2 separate regions of the Oryctolagus cuniculus genome follow, and region 2 is linked to region 1. A link is a contact called in public Micro-C data. All regions are on one chromosome and are shown on one strand. Each heading gives the region's core, a stretch centred on a gene start, on an enhancer-like site or on the middle of the called end of the contact. The rest is flanking DNA. Distances are from core to core; before and after follow the strand shown.

Evidence for each region. Hi-C and Micro-C count contacts between places; a contact is called where the count stands out from the background.
Region 2: a Micro-C map of ear pinna shows a contact between it and region 1, with 4 times the contacts expected there. The contact joins the promoter of CHSY1 here to the enhancer-like site in region 1. A contact is called at or near these places in 5 of 6 Hi-C or Micro-C datasets (ear pinna, embryonic fibroblasts, psoas muscle and 2 more).

The regions. Positions count from the first base shown.
Region 1 is chr12:10,325,317-10,331,424 of mOryCun1.1, reverse strand. No RefSeq gene overlaps it. Among named protein-coding and RNA genes, the nearest start is that of CHSY1, 130 kb to the left of the region's middle. Within about 2 kb of position 1,439, at least 1 of the 8 cell types and tissues checked has an H3K27ac peak or open chromatin away from gene starts, as enhancers often do. A contact at or near this core is called in ear pinna, where this site is marked.
Region 2 is chr12:10,454,469-10,460,753 of mOryCun1.1, reverse strand. CHSY1 (chondroitin sulfate synthase 1) reads left to right here and starts at 3,342. Exons shown (of 3, transcript XM_070053316.1): 1 at 3,342-3,671. The coding sequence starts at 3,421. It overlaps LOC138844529 (a long non-coding RNA gene), which reads right to left and starts at 3,556. Exons shown (of 7, transcript XR_011380436.1): 1 at 3,418-3,556; 2 at 3,109-3,312; 3 at 2,883-3,009; 4 at 1,594-1,908; 5 at 874-1,356; 6 at 415-729.

The sequences.
Region 1 (6,108 bases), core at 190-2,689:
GCGGCCGGCTGGGACCTCAGTGGGGCCGGCAGCCAGAACATTCATGCATGGCCTCTGCCTGTGGCCTGGGCTCCCTCACAACATGGTGGTCCCATATCCAGTGGCTCGGGCTCCTCGGGTGAGTTCTGCCTCCTCTTATGGCGACAGGAAAGTTACAGATCCTGAGATTCAAGGGGAGGGGGCACAGGCCCCACCTCTGGATGGGAGGGCCGAAGCGGGGGGAGGTTCTGTTGGGCTCCTTTATGGAGACATCTGTCTCCTGGCTGCCATCTCCACGCCAGGGCTCCAGCCACTGGCCGGCCACACAGGTAGCCTTGCCGGCCCCCTCGGGTTCCTCCTCTCCCTAACGGCCCTGGGTGTGTCTCTCACAGGCCCAAGAGTGAGGCTCTCGCACCTCTGCCAGGGCTAACGAGGCAAGTTCAGGGTTAACCGGAGCTCCAGGGTCACTTGGTTTAGCGCAGCCTCCCGCCTGCCTGGGCCTGGCTGCTCCCCGCTGTCCATGTGGCTCTGGGTCTTGTGTTTCTTGGCTGTCAGTTTGTGGTTCTGGAGTAAGGGGAGCCAGGCAGAGCGGCGCGCTGGAGCCAAGCCGCACGGGGCCCCAGAGAGCCCCCGTGAGTCCCCGCAGGGCCCAGCGCTCTCTGGTGCTGCCGTTGAGGGGCCAGGAGGGGGGCAGCCGTATTCCTGCGAGGGGCAGGCTGTCTCTGGGCCAGTGCATGTCTGTGCGGCTCATGCAGCCATGAGCTGCGGGCACACCCCTTGCTGCCTGTGGGGGACTGAGAAGTCTTGAGTTTTGCTGAGAGCGGGGTGAGGCGTGGCGAGCCCCAGCCAGGAGACCCTTGTGGTTCTAGAAGCTTCTCTGGACTTCCCAATACCCCTTGCTTTTGTCCCCCTGTTCCCGACATGCCACTGACCCCACAGAGGGGACACAGGGCCCTACCTGGGCCTGCACCTCACCATGGGGGCTGAAAGCATGGGTGCACGAACACACGTGTGCACATGCGTCTGCAGGCGTGCACACACAGACACGGGAGCACATGCTCACATACAGATTCTTCACAAGCCTGTGGCATATGAGGAAAAGCCAAGTTACATCGTAAGACATTTCTATGACACAAGGAATGTGAGATGTCAACCAGCAAGTTCCGAGAAACAAGCCCGCCCCCACCCCGCTGGCTCCCAGGCAGGCCGGGGCTGCTCTGGGCCTCTGCCTGCCACCTCCTGGGCGTCTGTATTTACCAGTGGCCACACGCGCCCACAAGGCTCCTTCCTGCCCAGAGGGGCTCCTACTTGGGGATACTTGGTAAAGTAAACTCATCAAGCCCACAAGCTCTTTGCAGACGGCCCAGGAGTCCAGGGCCATGCGCTTCTCAGCCTGACCTGGCCCCCAGCAGACCGGGCCAGAGCACAGCAGCCAGGGCCATGGCTGGGCCGCTCGGACTAGGGTGCCCCCTGGCTGTGGGCAAGGGTACTGCCTCCCAGAGGCGGAGGCCAGGGGAGAGGGCTGGGCAGGCTGGGGCCCACGGCCATGTGTCCTGGGCTCCGAGGAGGGAAGGCAAGGGGAGCCTACATTTTGGCAAGCAGCACGTCTCTTTGGCCACACCCCTAGGTGCTAGCCACCATGAGCGCAGGCACCTGCCTCTGACCTCCCCAGGGGCCCGGCCATCATCATTGGGTGCCAGTGATGGCTGGGGTGGGCTGGCTGTCGGGAGAGGACACATACGGAGGAGGCTGACATTCGCTGACTCCCACAGCCCAGCCTGGTCAGGGCCCATCCTCCCCTCTCTCAGCCCCAGGACCTGACCTGGATGCCAGGGCAGGGATGACCTGGGAGGTCTGGGAGGAGAGTGCGTTAACGCGCGCGCACACACACACACACACGTTTGCATTCAAGCACATATGCCCCCACAAAGCACATATATGTGCACACACATACATGTTAATCTGCGCACAAGCACACATGCCCCCACAAGCACACACGCATGCAGGCACACACCCGTGTGTATGTACACACACGCGCATATTAACTGCACATATGTACACACATATACACATGAATGTGTGCAATAACACACACACACACACGCTGGTGGACTCACTATGGGGCAGAGACCCTCCATTGAGCTGTGTCCCCATTGCGCGCCCCATTGCACACTGTCGCTAAGTCGGCTCCGTGCTGTCTTCCCATCTGTCAGGGAGGAAACGGGGCCTTCCCCGAGGTCTCCCCGAGGGCCACCCGCAGAGGCAGGATGGAAACCCCCGCCACACAGAGCCAGCCCTGGGCTCCCCTCCAGCTCTTGCTCTGCTCCTCTGTGCAGCCTCCAGCGGGGCGAGAGGGCCAGCAGGGGTGGGCGCTTGTCCTACCAGTTAGACCATTAGTGACCATGCGGGAATACCTGGGTCCCCGACCCACCCTGGGCTCCTGGCTCCTGCTTCCTGCTAGTGCACACCCTGGGGGCCAGTGGTGGGGGCTCAAGTGCTCGGGTCTTAGGCACCCACGTGGGAGACCCACATCCTGGCTTTGGCCTGGCCCAGCCCCAGTCATTGCAGGTGTCTGAGGAGTGAACCAGTGAAAAGGGTTCTCTCTCCTTCTGCCTCTCAAATCAATTAGTTAATTATTTTAGAGAGGGCCAAGCGGAGGCCCCTGTCCCTGGCCACTCTCCCTGTGCTCAGGGCCCTGGGGCTCTGCGTCTCAGGGCCCTTGGCCTGCAGGTGGTTTGCTGAGCACACGCCATCGATTCTTCATCAGCCCAAGCGGCAGGGGACAGGGGAGGTGGAGGTCCCGGGGGAGGGGGCCCCCCGGGCCAGGCAGCCCGAGGAGCTGGGGAAAGGATCAGTGTCACTCTGCTCTCTGAATTCTGCCCCTGAAGACACAAGTGAAGGAGAGGGGAGCTCAGAAGCCAGGAGTCCAGGGCCTGGGCGGACCAGTGGTGGGCAGGGGTGCAGCCCTGGCCCCCTCGGGCAGGCCCCGGGCCCCCTCTCAGGAGCCTCCCTGGGGGTCTCCCCCGCTGGGGTCTCCCCATGGGCTCCATTGAGGAGCAGCAGCTGTGCATTGAGGGCCTCGGCCCTGGTGTGTGCCGGTCACACTGAAACCTCTTTTCTAAACAAAACCCAGGTAACGAGTGCCCGTACTTTCACTTCTGCAGCCGCAGCTCAGGCAGCCCAGGGCAGCCAGTTCAGAGGTGGGGGTGGGGGGCGTGGATTCTATTCCTCCTGCTCCTCCCTGCCCCTTGTGGACCCTGCCCCTCTCCACTCCCTCTTCTGTCCTCCCCTGCAGACCGGGGTGGAGGCCACGCCGCTGGAGGACAGGTGGCATCCCTGACAGCCTGGGCACACGGAGAGAGTGCCTCCTGGAGTTTCCACTCCAACAGTGCCATCCTGACTCCCTTCAACCTCTGGACTAGGAGAATGCAGGTCTCCGGAGAAGGGGCTGAGCCCGGACCCAGGAAGGACGGATCCAGGATCCCAGGCAGCAGGCTCAGCCGGAGCCAGCCAAACAGGGTCCTGGCTGTGTGGCGGCCCTCACGCTCCAGGCCTCGGCTCGGTCACCAGTGCCGATGGAGCCGCCAAGCTGGTGACATCTGGGGACTTGAGGCCTCAGGGACAAGCAGCTACAGCACACAGGGCCAAGGATGCAGCTGTGGGCGACCCTGCCGTCCTGTCTCTATTGAACCCTCCCATTGTGTGGAGGCGGGAGCTGAGGCTCCCAGAGCCAGAGCAGGGGGCAGTGGGGGCTGCAGACGAGATGCGGAGACCCCAAGGGGAGCAGAGTGGCTGCGAGGTGGTGGACTTGGCTGCAGCGGACCCACCTTGCCCAGGCCTAGCGTGGCAGTAATCGGACAGTGCAGGAGGAGCACAGTGACACACGTTGGTGGTTCAGGGACAGGCGCCCTCCGGAGCAGCCCAGGGCGGCCTGGCCCGTGCTGGGCCGACAGCCTCAGGGCAACACGTGTAGAACCACGTGCCCTTGGAAGCAGAGCCGAAGAGCCTGCGGGGCCAGCTACGCAGGGGGCCTTGGAGGACAGCTGAAGTCCAGGTGGCAGGGTCCGCCCAGTGCCTGCTGAGAAAGCCTAGTTGGGAGGCAGCCGGAAGCTGGTGCTCTGAGTCGGGCCCTGGCCCTCAGAGCTGTGTAGACGGCAGACAGACGGGGGTTCCGGAGGGAGCCAGAAGGCCCCTCTCTGTAGCGACAGTGATGTGGGCAGAGCTCCAGCCGCAAGGCAGGTGCGACGCTGAGAGGCGGCTGCTGTCACCGCGTGGGAGCCGCCCCTGCCCAGCACCGTCTCTGCCTCGCCCAGAAACTCGGCTGCAGGAGGCAGTCAGCTTCCGGGTGCTCCAGAGCCCAACTCCAGCCAGGACGCTGGGGGGCCACACTCGCCCGGGCTGTGGCCATGCGTGGCGGCCGGTGGAGCCGCCTGCGGCTATGCTGCTGTGGACATCCTTCCCGGCGTCCCCTCTGTGCTCCGTGCGACCCAGACGGAGCCGACCGTGCCGCCCCGGAACGGGGTCACTGGCCAAGGTCACCTTTTGGGCCTGGCTGCTGGGGAGCTCCGGCTGCCAAGTGGAGCAGTCATAGCCTTTGCATCTCTGCTCCAACAGTGAAGCCAGTTAATCACAGTGGACAGTTTGATCACTTTATCTGCTTCTTATTACCAAAGAAATAACCAGGACAAGCCAGAATAAAAAGGATAAAAATCAGTGATGAGCTCACCAGCCAGAGAGAACTATCAGCAATGTTTTGGTCAGCATTTTTGTCTCCGTATGTATGAATGAAGAATGCTACGCGTATATTTCTTTTTTTTAAAAAAAGATTTATTTATTTGAAAGGCTGAATTCACAGAGAGAGAGAGAGAGAGAGAGAAATTTTCTATCTGTAGGTTCACCTCCCAAATGGCTGCAACAGCCATGGATGGCCCAGGCTGAAGCCAGGAGCCAGGAGCTTCTTCTGGACCTCCCACGTGGGTCCAACCACAGCTCCCACTTTCCAGCCTCCGTCCACAGTAAAACGTGTGGGGCTCCTGTCTGGGTGGGCGTTTCTGGTTCCAAAGCTGGTTGCGGCCGCCCACCTTTCTGTAGGGTGAGACTCCCTGCTGCAGGCCCTCTCCTCCCTGGCCTTCCTCTGAGAAGCTCCTGTCTGCACAGGACAGCTCTGTGGAGCCCGGCGTGAGGGCACAGCCCGTGTGTCACTGCTGGGCAGTGCGGGTGAGGGCAGGGGCTGGCGGGTGTCAGGGCCACGTCTAGGTCAGGGTGGCTGGGTGAAGCCCCCACGCCAGTGGCTCCAACCTCCAGCTTTCCTCGTGCTGTCCCGACACCTCCCTGGGGCTGCCTGAACCCTCTGGGGCTCCTCCCTGGGACCCAGGGGGGCCAAGTGACCTCCGGCTAGTGCCACAGGGCCGGGGTGGAGGAGGGCGCACCCTGGGGCCTCCCACAGGCAATGCAGGGGTCTCGCCTGCGAGGGGCGAATGTCCCCCTTCCACAGGCACACTTGGCGGTGCCGATCCCACAGCCTCGCCCCCTGGCCAACCTGTGGAAGCCACGGGTCCCACGCAGGCCTGAAAGGAGGCCTTGGTGGAAGTCCTGGGGACGGCAGAGACCGCTGTCGGCAAAGTGGACATGCATTTGACTTTATGTCTATGCCTAATCTTATTCCCATTTCACTTTTTTCATTTTTTCTTTATTTGAAAGGCAGAGTTGCAGAGAGAGAGAGAGAGAGAGAGAGAGAGAGAGAGATGTCTTCCATCCACGGGCTCACAACCCCAGTGCCCACAGCAGCTGAGGCTGGGCCTGGCTGAAGCCAGGAGCCTAGAACTCAGGTCTCTTCCGTGGGAGGCAGGAACCCGTGGACCTGAGCCATCACCTGCCGTTTCCCAGGGTGCACGTCGGCAGGCAGCTGGGATGGAAGTGGAGCTGGGCCTTGAACCAGGCACTCTGATGTGGATGCGAGTGACCTAAGAGGCATCTTAATTCCTGCTCCGACCCTCCGGCCCCGTCACCACCCTACCAGGACCTGAGTGGTTCGCAGGAGGAGCTGTGTTTCTCCCCATGCCCTTTCGAGGCAGGGGAGAGAGGAGTTGCAAGAGGGCAGGGAGCCGGGCAGGGCCGGGCTGTCACATA
Region 2 (6,285 bases), core at 2,093-4,592, 130 kb before region 1:
TATCCAATGCCAGGGTTCAAGTGCAGGCTCTGCTTTAATTCCGGCTTCCCATTAACGTGCACTCTGGGAGGCAGCAGGGATGGCTCGAGTGCTGAGTTCCCTGCCGCTCCTGGGAGAGACCCGGATGGAGTTCCAGGCTCCTGGCTTTGGACAGGCCCAGCCCAGCTGTTGTGGGCATTCGGGGAGTGAACTTGCAGATGGAAAATTGTGTGTGTGCGTGCCTTTCAGATGAACAGAATTAAATCAAAGCAAAGAGGAACAGAGGCACTTTGGGCTTGGGTTCTGACCCATGGACCCTGGGCCCACGTTTGTCCAAGAGCAGTGGGCTAAGCTGTGGGAGGACCCAGGGACCTTGTGTTCTGCTCACTGATACTCCCATGTGAGGAAAAGCCTGCCGTTTGGCCCTGCAAGTACCTAATAAGAAGTCAGATCCTGGCCGGCGCCGTGGCTCAATAGGCTGATCCTCTGCCTGTGGCACCGGCACACCGGGTTCTAGTCCCTGTTGGGGCGCCGGATTCTGTCCCAGTTGCCCCTCTTCCAGGCCAACTCTCTGCTGTGGCCCAGGTGTGCAGTGGAGGATGGCCCAGGTCCTTGGGTCCTGCACCCATGTGGGAGACCAGGAGAAGCACCTTCAGATCAGCGCGATGCACCGGCTGCTGGTGAACCAACGGCAAAGGAAGACCTTTCTCTCTGTCTCTCTCTCTCTCTCTCTCTCACTGTCCACTCTGCCTGTCAAAACAAAACAAAACAAAACAAACAAAAAAAAGAAGTCGGATCCTTGCAAGTGCTGGGGCGGTGGGGAGCCCCACTCCGTCCTCCCTTGGATCCTGCCCACTCCCTGGGCAGCCCCTGTAGGTTGTGGCACATCCTCACCATGCCGTGTCTGCTGTGCCCTTTCCACTCCAGCGCCGAGAGCCTCCTGGCTCCGCTTTGCGGCTGCTCCGAGGTTCATTCTCGGACGGCTGCACCCTTGTTTACTGCGCCATCCTCCTATCCGCGCACACTTGGGCTAACTGTGCACTGCCACACACGGCACAGCAGACGACAGCCGTGCTCAGAAGGCAAATGCTCAGAAGCGGGGCTGCTGGGTACGCGGGACACGCACTTGCAGTTGACGTCACTGGGGAAGCTGTCCCGCGGGACGAGGCTTGCCCAGTGACAGCCTTCTGAGAGCGCGTGAGCCGCGGCTGAAGTGGGCGCATCCGGCTGCGGCTGTCGAGGTGTGAACTGTTCCCGTCCCCACGTCGTCGGAGGTCGGGGAGGCAGCATCGGTCTGAATTTCTGCTGCCTCCCTCAGGAGCTTAAACCTCTTGGAGCCCGAATGTGTCCCCCGAGCCATTTCTCACTACATTGGACCTGGAGCAAACGCAAAGGGCATTTGAGCCACACACCTGGCGGGCCTCCCAAGGCGCCCGGCGCGGTCCCCAGCTGTGGCGAGCCCTCAGGGGGCCGGCTGCCAGCCAGCTGACCAGCACCGGGCTCTGATGCCAAGCAGGGTTGGCTCCTGGGGCTGCAAGCTGGGCTTCGCGCTGACTGCTTCAAGCATGAACAGTTTCCCCACCACGGATGGGAAAAGCCAGCTTCCCTGCTTACCCTAGGGTCCGGGCTGACCTCAGACGCAAGCTTGACCTTGATCTCTGCGGTGGTCACCTCCCAACACCACTCGGGCTGCTTCCCCAGAGTGCCTGCGCCCGAGGCAGCCAAGGGTTTCTGGAAAAATGACACCCCATCCGGCCAGCACCCAGACTCGTGCTCAGTGTCCTCTCCCCTTTGTCTCTGTCCCTCTCATACACACCCCCCCACACACGCACAGCTTCAGTGGACAGAATAAGCATAAGCAGTGCCAAGCCCACGCATGTCCGAAAGCCACGGTCACTTGCCCTTCCTGGCGTCTGACCACAGGAAATGCTGCAAAGAGAAAAAAACAGAACTGAGCAAAATCGGGAGGTCAGCGAGGCCCTTATGGTCAGTTTTCTAGTGGTCAGGGGTAGGATTAGGAAGGGCTCGCCAGAGATGGTGTTAGCAGGCAGTGGACAAAAGCTTCCGAAAGAAGGAGTCGTTATAACTTTCTCAAAAGAGGTGACACTGACAGGGCCGGCACTGTGGTGTAGCAGGTAAAAGCCACCGCCTGCAGAGCCAGCATCCCATATGGGCGCCAGTTTGAGTCCCGGCTGCTCCACTTCTGATCCAGCTCTCTGCTATGGCCTGGGAAAGCAGCAGAAGATGGCCCAAGTCCTTGGGCCCCTGTACCCACATGGGAGACCCGGAAGAAGCTCCTGGCTCCTGGCGTCAGATTGGCGCAACTCTGGCCGTTGTGGCCAATTGCAGAGTGAACCAGCGAATGGAAGACCTCTCTCTCTCTCTCTCTCTCTCTTTCTCTGCTTCTTTCTTTCTCTGTAACTCTTTCAAGTAATTAAATAAATCTTAAAAAAAAAAAAAAGAGGCGTCGCTGAATGGTTTTAGAAAACTATTCCCATTTTTCCAGGGACCCCTGTTTGGGGCGCGATTCCAGGAAATTCTGCCAGCCGTTGGAGGCATGCTGCCCACAAACAATTGAGGTTTTAGCAGGGCTTTCCAAGAAATCGCTGCGAATTATCCAAAATGCTATATCTGTAAATGGCACTCAGTGAATCTCCAACAGGAAAGAAAAAAAAAAAAGAAAAAAACCAGTAACTTGTGTAGGGACAAAGTTGCAGTCGTGAGGAAATGTTCAGAAAGTGGGTAGAGATGGGTTTTAATTATGTGTCCTTGGGACCCACACAGGAAAAGAGAGAGGAAGTCAGATGGTGGCTCTGGCAGTTTTGAGTGAATTTCTAAATAGTCTGGAGTCACCAGGGAGGAGCCCGGGCCAGGATCTGGTTTACCGACAGGAGGGCACAGACCTGGAGCCCCGCAGCACGGCCGAGGTGTGTGTCGCCAGGAGTCTGCCCGGCACAGCTCTGGTCTGGTTCCCCTTCCAGCCACGATGCTGCTTAACACCACGAGGAAGATGGGCAGTGGCAGAGGTTTCTGGTGCAGCCAGTCAAGACCCCAGCGTCACCAGTCACCGAAGTCCTCAGTTTACCTCGGTGCGGCGCCCACAGTCTAACCAGCCCGCCTCCTCCTCACCTTTACAAATGAAGGAGGGAGGGACGGAGGGGGCTGTGGGTGCACTGGGGGTGGGCGTCAGGAGGCCTGCAGGTCCTGGCAGCTCGGGCTGTCTCTGGAGGCGAAGCCATCCTGGGGTTACTGCCACGGAAGTCTCTGGTGCCCTGGATTTGCTCCGGCTGTCTCCTGACCCAGGTCCCTCGTGGAACAATCTGGATCTGTCCCCTAGGGAACCGCTTTGGCTCAGCCACCAGCTGCTCTGGGCAGGGCTTCTCTCCCAGCCACCAGGAAGCAGCCTGACCCACGCCTGCTCTTCCTGCAAGGACTTGCCTTATGGGTTCCTCTGCTGCTCCTGGGGGCTCCGTCAGGCTCAGCCGCGATGGCGAAAAGCTTACCCTTCCACACCGGGAGAGAAAACCCCACGGAGCCTGCGCCCAGGAGCCGAGGGACGGCCACGAGGAATCAGGACAAAGCCTTTGGCATCTGCCATGTCCCCGTCACCCCTGCACCCTTCCCGGTGGGGTCTGCAGAGAGAATGGAGACGCGTGTAGAGCAGGTTGGGAAACAGCAAAGCCGCCCAGGAGGTAACGAAACTGAAAGCTGCATCTCGCCAGCAGGCCGGGCGCTTTCTGTAAACCACCGTGAACCGGGGGGCTGTCGCTGAGCGGGGGCATCTGGTGGCGGCTCTGGGCGTTTGCGGTCTCTGCTCCCACTGGAGACCTCCTCCAACGGTTTCCCAGCCTGTAATTCACGGTTGTATGTTCTGTATTTTTCCCAAGACCACTGCTGCGATCCTATACTCACTGCATAATGAGTATTTTATTTTTAGACGTGGGTCACCTCTTAGGGCGTCTGTGGGAAGGTGAGTAATGGACTATTTTTTGATGCAAGTCACAAATGTCCAAGAGAGCAGTATTGCCCCAAGAATGAACAAGATGACCACCCCTGAGTGGCCGGGAAGGCATCGCCATCTCCCACAGCTCGGTCAAGTGTGTAAAGGGCGCAGCACGGGGCCACACGGACAGGGATACCCACGCCTGCTCTCCACCCCCGAACTTGGGTTCGTCTGCCCGGCGCGGGGCACTATCCTGCTCTCCAAGTTTCCTTAGGCTACTAAGTAGCAAGCCCCCCTGATTACACACGCGCCCGGGCCCTATGCACCCCTCTCAGCTTCCACTGCCCTCGCCGAGTTTCTAGAAGCCGGAATCCCAACCCTGTCTGTACTGTCTGTAGCCCCCGGCATGGCCTTTTTCCAGATGGCCTCCGGCCGGCCGCCTGCTCGCACGGACCGCGCTCCACACCGCGTGCACCGGCTCGCTCTCCGCCCTGGGGCCGCTCCGGAGCTCCAGAGGCGGCGGCCTGCTCGGCCGCCCGGCGGGAACAAAGCTGCAGTGTGGACGGAGCGCGGCGCCCGAGCCGGGAGGTCGGCCCGGCGGCAGGCGAGGGCGTGGCGGCGGGGTTTATCTGAGGACAGCCCCGGCCGGGGCAACGTGCGCTCCGTGGACCGTCCGGTGCCCAGGAAGCCCCCTCTGCGGACCACGCTCCCGCCCGTGCGCCGCGGCGCGCGCTCCGGGCCCTGCGCGTCCTCGGGGGCGCGCCTCGCGCAGGCGGCCGGGACGCGACCGCGGGGTCGGGGCCGCGGGCACCCAGGGCGCTCGCTCGCCGGCCGCGGACGCCCCTCGCGACGCGGCCTCGCGCCCCCTCCGCCCGGCCGCTCGGTGGGCGGGGCGCGCGGGGATTTTTTTTTTTTTTTGGGTCAAACTTTGGCCACGTGAGCCGCCCCCCATTCACTTTTGCGCCAATCGCGCGGCGCGGACGGATCCCGAGAGGGGCCACGGCCCGCCGCCGCCGCCGGCCGCTTCATAACGCGCGGTGCGTGACGTGAGGGGCTCCTGTGGCCATGGCGAGCTAAGCCGGAGGATGAGCAGCGGCGGCGCCGGCCACGCAGAGGACGGGGGCGGGCGCAGCGCGAGCCGAGCCGAGCCAGCCGCGGGCCGCGAGCGGGGCGGGACAGGGGTCCGGGCCCGGCTGCCACAGCCGTCGCCATCGCGCTGGCCCCGCGCCCCCGCGCGCGAGCGGGAGGAGCCGCCGCCGCCGCCGCCGCCGCCGCCGCCGCGTCGCGCCCGAGCCGCCGCCAGCGCGCGCCGGGCATGGTCCGCTCTTAAAGGCGCAGGCCGCGGCGGCGGGGGCGGGCGTGCGGAACAAAGCGCCGGCGCGGGGCCTGCGGGCGGCTCGGGGGCCGCGATGGGCGCGGCGGGCCCGCGGCGGCCGCGGCGCTGCCCGGGCCGGGCCTCGCGGCGCTAGGGCGGGCTGGCCTCCGCGGCCGGGGGCGGCGGGCTGAGGGCGCGCGGAGCCTGCGGCGGCGGCGGCCCGGCGGGCGGAGCGGTGCGGGCATGGCCGCGCGCGGCCGGCGCGCCTGGCTCAGCGTGCTGCTCGGGCTCGTGGTGGGCTTCGTGCTGGCCTCGCGACTCGTCCTGCCGCGCGCCTCCGAGCTGAAGCGAGCGGGCCCGCGGCGCCGCGCCAGCCCCGAGGGCTGCCGGCCCGGGCAGGCGGCGGCGTCCCAGGCCGGCGGGGCGCGCGGCGATGCGCGCGGGGCGCAGCTCTGGCCGCACGGCTCGGCCCCGGAGGGCGGTCCGCGCGACAGGAACTTTCTCTTCGTGGGAGTCATGACCGCGCAGAAGTACCTGCAGACCCGCGCCGTGGCCGCATACAGGTGAGCCCCACTAGGCGGGCACCGCCTCCTGCGCGCAGCGTCCCCGCGTGCCGGGGCTTCCTGGGGGATCGGGGTGCCCCCTGGGCGGGACGGGGCGTGGCGAGCGCGTGGCAGCCGGGAGCACGGGCTCGGGGGTGGGGTGGACGAGGGTGGCCCCTTGGGTGCGCCCCTCACGCTGACCTGCAAGACAGCATCTCTCCGGTCTTCTTGAGACCGCCTGCGTGCTCCTAGGGTTGTGCAAGACGCGCAGCACGCGCCTGTGGCCGGGGTGGCGGTGGGGTTAGTGGCTGCTCCAAAATGCCCACCTCTACCCGCGCAAAGCCCGAGCCCGCGTGTAAGTTAGTCCAGTGAGAGCTTTTTGCTTATCAGCTTCTCAGTGACCCTGTGGGAGGCGCGCCTGTGGACGGAAGGGGGGTGCCCACTGCCAAGTAGAGCCACGGAGAACCCTGGGGCAGAGCTGCGCGACGCCGGGGGAGACCCGGGGG